Regions from separate parts of the Mus musculus genome. Here regions 2 and 3 are each linked to region 1. A link is a contact called in public Hi-C and HiCAR-type data. All regions are on one chromosome and are shown on one strand. The core of a region is the stretch at or near the end of the contact, and the rest is flanking DNA. Distances in the headings are between cores, read along the strand shown. Region 1 has its middle 52 kb from the start of Gm24207. Region 2 has its middle 33 kb from the start of Gm6145. Region 3 has its middle 7.4 kb from the start of Gm41239.

The links. Hi-C and Micro-C count contacts between places; a contact is called where the count stands out from the background. HiCAR-type assays count read pairs that join an accessible place to other places.
Region 2: a contact with region 1 is called in a HiCAR-type map of astrocytes, with 2.1 times the contacts expected there. The contact joins two enhancer-like sites. A contact is called at or near these places in 6 of 39 promoter capture datasets (the 3T3-L1 cell line, 3T3-L1-derived adipocytes, cranial neural crest and 2 more), 7 of 484 Hi-C or Micro-C datasets (the C2C12 cell line, adipose-derived mesenchymal stem cells, cerebral cortex and 4 more), 1 of 115 datasets of contacts at active chromatin or transcription factors (astrocytes) and 1 of 9 other capture datasets (embryonic stem cells).
Region 3: a Hi-C map of neural stem cells shows a contact between it and region 1, with 2.5 times the contacts expected there. The contact joins two enhancer-like sites. A contact is called at or near these places in 9 of 39 promoter capture datasets (the 3T3-L1 cell line, 3T3-L1-derived adipocytes, the HPC-7 cell line and 6 more), 6 of 484 Hi-C or Micro-C datasets (the HL-1 cell line, adipose-derived mesenchymal stem cells, common lymphoid progenitors and 2 more) and 3 of 115 datasets of contacts at active chromatin or transcription factors (astrocytes, craniofacial prominence and embryonic stem cells).

What each region holds. Positions count from the first base shown.
Region 1 is chr14:105,327,149-105,329,912 of GRCm38.p6, reverse strand. No RefSeq gene overlaps it. Among named protein-coding and RNA genes, the nearest start is that of Gm24207, 52 kb to the right of the region's middle. Within about 2 kb of position 1,277, at least 217 of the 459 cell types and tissues checked have an H3K27ac peak or open chromatin away from gene starts, as enhancers often do. A contact at or near this core is called in the C2C12 cell line, astrocytes, cerebral cortex and 1 more, where this site is marked.
Region 2 is chr14:105,675,261-105,678,070 of GRCm38.p6, reverse strand. No RefSeq gene overlaps it. Among named protein-coding and RNA genes, the nearest start is that of Gm6145, 33 kb to the right of the region's middle. Within about 2 kb of position 1,415, at least 58 of the 459 cell types and tissues checked have an H3K27ac peak or open chromatin away from gene starts, as enhancers often do. A contact at or near this core is called in the C2C12 cell line, astrocytes and cerebral cortex, where this site is marked.
Region 3 is chr14:105,814,046-105,816,745 of GRCm38.p6, reverse strand. No RefSeq gene overlaps it. Among named protein-coding and RNA genes, the nearest start is that of Gm41239, 7.4 kb to the left of the region's middle. Within about 2 kb of position 1,280, at least 62 of the 459 cell types and tissues checked have an H3K27ac peak or open chromatin away from gene starts, as enhancers often do. A contact at or near this core is called in astrocytes and neural stem cells, where this site is marked.

The DNA.
Region 1 (2,764 bases), core at 28-2,527:
CCAAGCAAAGCTTTTACCAAGCGCTGACCAAACCACCACCACCACACTTGGCATTATACAGGGGCAGTAGGGATCCAAAATCGTATCCTGGTGCTGTGAAGCAAGCAATTGACCCATCAATTCGTCTCCCCAAGCCCTTCTATGGAATTGGCCACAACTGTGCTTCTTCAATTGGTTTGGTCTGGTTTGGCTTGGTTTGGTTTATTAAAACAGGGTCTTTGTAGCCCAGGCTGGACTCAAACTCACTATGTAGCTGTATAAGTTCGAGGATAAACTTGAGTTCCTGATCATCCAGGCCCTACCTCCCAACTGCTGAGACCACAGGCATAGCATATAGCACCGCACCCAGTCCATAGGTGCACTTCCTTACACCTTCATAACTGTTTTCATGAAGCCCAGCTTTTCCCACACTCGTGAAGTCTTGAACTATTGCACAGTGCTTGAAGTTTGAGTTGTGCACAAGCAAGAAGTTTAGAGAAGGGATTGGTCATAGAGTGAAGAGAATCAGAGTACAGTCTGCAAGTCATTATGCCAAGCAAACTGAAGGAGTTTAGTCACAACCTCAATTCCACTAATACTCCTTTATTGGTTCTCATCAGAGACAAGGGGAGAACACAGGCAAAATTAAGATAAAAGCTTCTATAACCTCAATCAGTCACCTCTCTTAGGATTTTTCTCCTCCTCCACTTCCCCCCATTTCCTCTGAGGACATGCATTCCCAACCCTTAAGCTGTCCTGAGAGTTATGCACACTCTACCGCCTTACCCCTCTGGCAGTTTCTCTGAGGTAATAGCATCTGGAGCCAAGGCCAACATAAGAGAGGCCACAGGGGCCATTCCCCGGCAGCACTAAAACCCCCAGAATAGCAAGGTGTGTGTGTGGGGTGGGGGGGTGTTCATTTACTCCCTGTAAGTGGGCCTGTGGTGGGCTTTGGGAACCACATCTGTATGATGTCAAATGTGAAAGATGAAAAACAAGGAGACGAGTTTTGCTCAGCCTCCCCTTTCCCACAATTCCTTTCAGAAATGAAGCAGTTAACGCGGCTCTCCTCCTCTTGGCTGGAGCGTTCATGTTTTATTGGCACTGTTTTATCCCTTGAGACAATGGCAGATTGTTTCTGGTGTGCGCAGAAGGATCTTGTTCTGGCAGGCAGGCTTCCAGTCAACAAGCCCCACATCCTCTGCAAGAAGCCAGCATGTGCTTTGTTCCAACCTGACTGTCAAGTAGCTTTTCCCAGTCAGACTCCCAGCCCAGCCTGCCGGTGTCAGCGAGAGCTCTGACAAAACTGAAACCAAAAACACTCAACAGAGTTTCCAACCCATGCAAACCCAAGCCAGCCCGGTCAGGGAAGGAGGTGGCTACTGAAATCCTTCGGCTGAGAGGCTCTTCACAAGCATGCTCTGCTCACATTACCTGCTTAGAAAAAGCCCTCTTCCCCTCAGACCTTTGCCCTGCTTAGCAGCCTTCAAACATCGAGGATTGGGTAATCCTAACTGCAGCACTCGCTCCATCTTGAAGAGCTGCTCTGCCAGCAAGTAGGGAACAAATTTAAAACAATAAAGAACTCCCTACTTTACTTGAAAAGTCCATCACCACAATCAAAACCACCCTACCCATCCACTCACCCACTCAGGCTGTCTCCTCCTGAGCATCCGCTGCACCGTACCTAGGAAGGAGTCACCCAAGATAGCCACCATGAGTTGCTCTCTAGCGATTAAGAAATTAGAACTAAGAAGTACTAAATACCAAGACTTCCATTCAGCTATAGATCAGAAAGCACAAAATATTTGACTTTATTAGATCTTAACTTTTTTTTTCTAACCTGAGCACAGCACGCACGCTATCATAGAAGCGAGGCAGAGGCAGGACGTCTGCAAATTTCAACCCGTGCTGGGTTACAAAACAAGACCTTATCTGAGAAGAAAAAAATATATATATTGTATAGAGACAGAATTTAAAGATAAGGAAACAAACCAATCAAGGTTAAGGGTCTATCAGTGGTTATGTACTAGGGAAATGATAAAGCTGGTTATTAAAACCCATTTTCCAGTGGAGGAAAGACAAGTCTTTCGGTAGCAAAAGGCTCTCTCCGGTACCTTCAGAAGTTTGCATGACACTTCCTAAAGGTGGCTGTGCATCTTTCTTCCCTCTTTGTGTGTAGATGTATGTATTTATGTGTACTCATTGGAGGGTGTATGCGCACATATGTGGGGGAAGCCAGAGGACAACAGCTATCTCCTACATGGCTCTCTACCTTCTTTCAGAGATGGAGTCTTTCACTGGACATGGAATTTATCCATGGGGTGGACTGGTTGCCTAGCAAGCCCAAGCTTGGAAGCCTATCTCTCCCAAACCTCTTGCTTCTTGTAGTTCAAGACCACAACCAGGGTCACCTCGGGTGGATGGTGCCTTGCGTCTCCTCCTTTGCTCAGCTAGATGATACCCTGATGCGGAAGGAAGCTTTTGAGTAGTTAGTTGCTACAGTGAGTTGGGTTAAGGCCTTGGGGAGATGTTAAGATGGAATAAATGCATCTTGTATGTGAGACATTAATGTGGAGGAGCATGGATGGAATACTAAGGTTTATATGTGTCATTCCAGCCTCTAACGCTGACCATAGTAAAAGGTGGGACCTCGAGAAGGTGATTGGGCCATGGAGGTCCCTTCCTGGAGAATGGGATCAGGTGTCCTCATGATGAGCATGGCAAGGAAAGCCGGTCGTTCCTTACCCTTCAGCCTTCTTCCATGTTAGGGCACGGTAGGAAA
Region 2 (2,810 bases), core at 166-2,665, 350 kb before region 1:
GGCTCTCCTGGAAGAGTTTCAGAAGTAACACAGACGCTTCTGCCACAGGCTTTGGTATTTTCTCGTAACTCTCGCCATTTCTGGCCTGGAATATGGCTTGGAACATTTCTGAAGTTGTCCTGTAGCCATGGGTTAAAGGCCACTCACTGATGCTGGCAGGGATGACCCATGGACAGGGGAGTCCTGTGCTGTTTGTTCCCCTGGATGTCACCTCAGCTTCATCTGCCTGCCTGGCCACTTTGACATGAGTTAAATACTCTTCTGGGGTAAGCTTCTGAGGGTTCTTGTCGATTGCAGATTGCACAGTTCTGAGTTAAACTAAAGCATCTTTTCGAGCTCTCTTGTTTCGATCAAGATTTCAGAGACCCTGGAAGGGCAAGCGAGTACCAAAGAGAGCAGCAAAGTAAATCAGAGCTGTGTAGATTAAGGATACATACTGAAAAGGCTTCCACAGCAGGCAGAACCTAAGATGAGGCCTTAAGGAAGCCAAAGCACAAATGGGAATCAAGAGAAGAGGGAGGCTTCCTCACTGGATTTCCCTTGGCAGTGAATGATTTTACAAATACTCTATATAGAATTTTTGCGATTATTTTGCTATCTAAAATGTGTATGTGCATGCAAATGTATAAGAGGATTATCTTACCAACATGGTATGGCAAGCTTGCAGAAATGTCCAAGGTAAGTATCATAGGGTGGAAAAAGGCAGTCATCGGCACTGTGAATCTTTACTTAAAATAACAGCAAAGTGGAAGTGTGGTTCTGATGTGATGAGAGGACACGGCTGGTGATATCAGAGATACATGCTTCCATTGAAGTGAATCGAGATGCAGCAATATAAATAGCTTATTGAAGATGCATGTCCCTGTGAGCCTCTGCTTCCTCCGAGCAAAAGGAAAAGCAACTCTCCTCTTTCAAAAAGAAAACAGGGTTCCAAGTGGCAGTTTACCAGAGAACCGCACAGGAAATTTAAAGTCAAGACAGACACACTGTGTGCCTAAGTTTTAAAATGTCCCAGTAAGAGTTAAGTGAATTTGGAGCTGCACACTGAAGACTCAGCTGTACCCCAAGACCCTTCTGCAGAAGAGAAAGAAAATAAGTTCTAATTAAATTGTATTAATTGGTTTAGCTGATCTGGAAATAGAGTAAGGCCTCTGCTCTAATTTTGGTTTTTTGGCTCAAGTCAACTTGTCCTTGACATGAGAATAAAGGATCGGAGTGGGAAAGTACCCAGAAATGCCGGGGCAGAGACTTTTAAACTATCCAAGGTTAAAGAGCGATGCTATCTCAGAGGAGATGGACTTAAAATTCTGCTGCCAATTTAGAGAAGTCAGAAGTGCAGGCAAGAAAAGGAGAGTGTGATTAAGACCCACACTTTCTTAAAGCTCTGCAAAGCTGCAAAGAAAAGGCCGGCATTCTTCCTGTAATAGTGAGCACTTGTTACAGAGAAAAGGAGAAGGTGGTGAAAGCGGCAGGGTATAATGACCTTATTTCAGGCCACTTACCGTAAGTTTTCGTGTATAAGGTAACTAATATTCATAAGCTAGTGGCAGCGCTTGACAGCTTGACCTTACTATGTGAAAGTAACATTTTCTCACCCTTAAAATGACCTTTGAAACCATATTCTCCTGTGCATTACAAAATTGGTTATCACCATTATGCAAAAATAGAATGTATTTCTAAAGACATAGTGTGGTAAGAAACAACTTATTTATTCTTTTGTTGCTGTCCCTATAAGCTAAAGGTTTGAAAGTAATTATAATCAACAGAAACACACTGAGCGCCAAAATTCCCTGGCACGTAGATGTTACCCCATAAGGAATAACTTGGACGTTGCTCTGTAGCAAAGTAAAATTTAATGTGAAAAAAGTATTCTGAGGCAGTGAGCTTGTTCTGAGCCGAGCATCTGTGTCCTTCAAAAATTCATGAGTAGAATCCCCAAGCTCCAGCATGCTGAGAGTCAGAGACGGCAATTCTAAGAAGTAATGATGATTATAGGAGGCCATGAAGGACTTCACGGAAGGTTTACACATTGTCTGAAAACAGATCACAGGGAGGGAGGATGTAGTCACACACTCCTCTTGCAAGCACGAGAGCTTGATCTCATATTCCCACACCCATGCCGGATGTCGTGCTGCAGACCTGGAATCCTGAGATGCTGGGAGTTGTGTCTCACCTTCACCTCTTGAGAACCTAATGGAACCTGTGAGCTCCAAATTCACCAAGAAAACTTGCCTCAAAACAAACAAACAAACAAACAATGTGTAGAGCAGCTGAGGAAGCATCCTGATGCCAATCTCTGGCCTCTACAAGCACACATGAACATGTGCATATATGCACAAGTGTGTGTGTGTGTGTGTGTGTGAGAGAGAGAGAGAGAACAGAAAGCTCTCCCACACTCACATCCTCACTCTCTCCCGTTCTCTCTATGCCATAGGAGGGCACAGTGAGGGGAAGATGCAGGACAGAAAGCCCTCACCAGAGCTCAACAATGCTAGCGCCTTACCTTCTAGTTCGCACCTCCAGAACTGTGGGCAAGAAGTTTGTTTGTTTATTTGTTTGTTTGTTTGTTTGTTTTTTCTCTTTAAACAGTCTTTCCTATGTCACTTTATTATGGTAATCTGACTAATACATAGCTGATTTAGCCGAGCACAAACATGCTATTTATAAACAAATGCATGCAACAGTGAGCTCTCCTGTCTGTGGCATTTGGTTCTAGTCCATGACTGGGTTCTGACTGTCTGATTATTAATCTCTGAGTCCTTGTCCTTCATATGCTCTTGCAGGGTGATGCATCTTCTTCATGATGACAA
Region 3 (2,700 bases), core at 31-2,530, 490 kb before region 1:
TGTCACCTAAGTAATTAATAAGTGGGTTATTATTTTGAGACAGGATCCTGCTAGGTGGCTCAAGCTGAACTAAAGCTTGGTATTCTGACCCCCCCACTTCATACTGCCTCAGCTCCCCAAGTGCTGGGATTAAGACTGTAGGCCACCACGCCCAGCTCCAGAGTTATGTTTTTATTAGAAGTCTTAAAAAAAAACCCTCATTACTGTATTATGAAATCAGTCGATACGACGCTGGAGACCTTCATCTGCTCTTTCCTGATTTTGTGACTTCATATAACAGAGATACCTCTCAGATGAGCTGGACTGAATGTCCAGAATTATAGTTTTTAACGTTCAGTTTAGGATTTTGATATGACAGTTGGTCTCCAGCCACAGTTCATGCCTGTTCTCTTGGCTTTGGAGAAAGTGGGTTTTAAGGAGTTAAAAGGAGAAAACAAGAGTCTCTGCTGGCTGCTCTGAGATGACAAAATCAGATAGGTATTTGACAGAAAGAACTTCAAAGCCACGTCCAGTGGCAGCATTGGCCCTAATACAATGGCGTGACCATTTACTAGCACTTTTTCAAACACGGACAGAAATGAAGAGCTCAGAATGTGGAAATGGAGACTCCCAGCAACGTGCTTCAGGGTCTCAGAAATCAGGGCATGCACAGGAGAGCTGCTTTGGACACCTCTCCTTCCTTTTACACTCCCACTTAGCTTTCCTTTTAAGTGTCAAGTGAAGCAGGTGGTGGACCTGTCATTTTGACATTCCTCTGCAAATTAATTAGGCTTTGAGAGCATAGGTCAGCTCTGCCACGCAGGGGAGCTTCAGCTCCGGGATTCTGGCAGGAGTTCAAGAGGAGTGTTATTGCTTTGAACTCACTTGTTAGCCGTGCAAAATAAACACTATCCACCTTGCAATAAAAAAAAAAAAAAGCATCGGCAGGAGAGAAAAAGAGAACGTTCTAAACCCCTCCCTTGAGCCTCCAAACCCCTGGGCTGTGGCTGCTAAATTAGGACACGAAAAATCAGGCCCGCTTGTGAAAAGAAAAAAAAAAGGGGGGTGGGGGTGGGGGGAAAAGCCATCTTACAACAAACACCCAAAAATTAACGATCGCTGAGAACTACTGATATTTTCATGATCCGAAGCGGACTGAGAGTCGGAGAGTTCACGGATGCGTCCCGGCGCTCCTGTAGAATGTTTCCTGGCTAATTATTTGCCACTACCACTGTTCACTTCCTGTGGTGGATTTATGCTAAATCCTGTTATTAGTCTTGCTCTGCAGTTGCCATTGTCTCTGAGTAGAGGCAAGCCTGAAAGGGTGCAGTCAGCCCTTTATTACGCAACATGTGAATGGGGATTTGACCCAATGTCCGACCACTTCCCCGCTTCAGTTTTTATGTGAGCTTGCTGAGCCTTCCCCAATAAATCACCAGGTTACAGTGAACTTTTACTCTTTTTTTCTCTCTTTTAACTCCACTGTGTGTGTGTGTGTGTGTGTGTGTGTGTGTGTGTGTGTGTGTGTGTGACAGAGAGAGAGAAAGAGAGAGAGAACTAATGCACACACATTCACTTAAAAGATAACATAATTCCATTGCCTTTTCAGACAGTAGGTAAAAACCTATACCCAATTTCTACTGTTCTTCCTCCCCAAAATATGTAGAACCACATTTGATGCCTTCATCTCATCCTATGATTTAATAACTTATATTTAAACAACAATTTTAAACAAATGTGATGTGCAAACGGCCCGAATACCTGTGGGAAAAGCTAATATTCCTGACAAAATCCAGCTGAGTTCTTGAGCCCTTTAACGGAACGTGGTATCATCTTAAACACAACTTTTCCTTTAAGTAAAACTAGCACAAGTATTGTCTCTTTAATCAAAGTATTCTATTCTAAATCTTTAAACTACATTATAATGTTTAATGAGAATATTTCCACCATGTTTATGAGTATCTCAGATTTAAACATTAAATACTAAAAATTATCATTTTTAAAAGCCATGAACTTGTGTTAGATAAAAATAAGATAATGATAGACGCTTCAGTTTTAGCTTAAATATTCCATTATTTTGCCTCTAATGACTTTATAAACACACCTGTGATTCCGGTGTGAATGTTTTAAAACTCTATCAGATTATAGCTATGAATATTCACAGTAGTGAAACTACAGACTATAAATTCCTCTCTCACAGATTTTTTTCTAATATGCACATAAACAGTTACTATTTAAGTCTTTGAAAATCTTATTTCCATTAACTGCAAATCTTGTTTGTTTTGCCATTTTTTTTTCTGCCATAAGTCTTATGAGGAATGTTCATCTAGAAACACTCAGATATTGGGATACATGTTCAGCTGAATGAATTTAAATTATAAAATAGACATTAATATGGGTAGGTAAACTAGTTACATTAACCAAACTCTGGAATACTGGTGGTGCTGGCTTGGGTAAGCATGGCATTTGTAAGCTCATATGCTTGGAGACTTGATTCTCTCTTGGTGGAACGGTTCCGGGAGGATTAGCAGGTTTGGCCTCCTTAGAGGAGCTATGTCACTGGGAAAAAGTCTTGAGGTTCCAAAAGACTTGTGCCATTCCCAGTGTGCCTCTCTCTTTCCTGCTTGTAGATCTAGATATGTGGTCTCAGCTATGCTTACATCATGCCTTGCTCTGCCATCAAATTCTAGCCCTCTAGAAATCATTAGCCCAATTAAACAC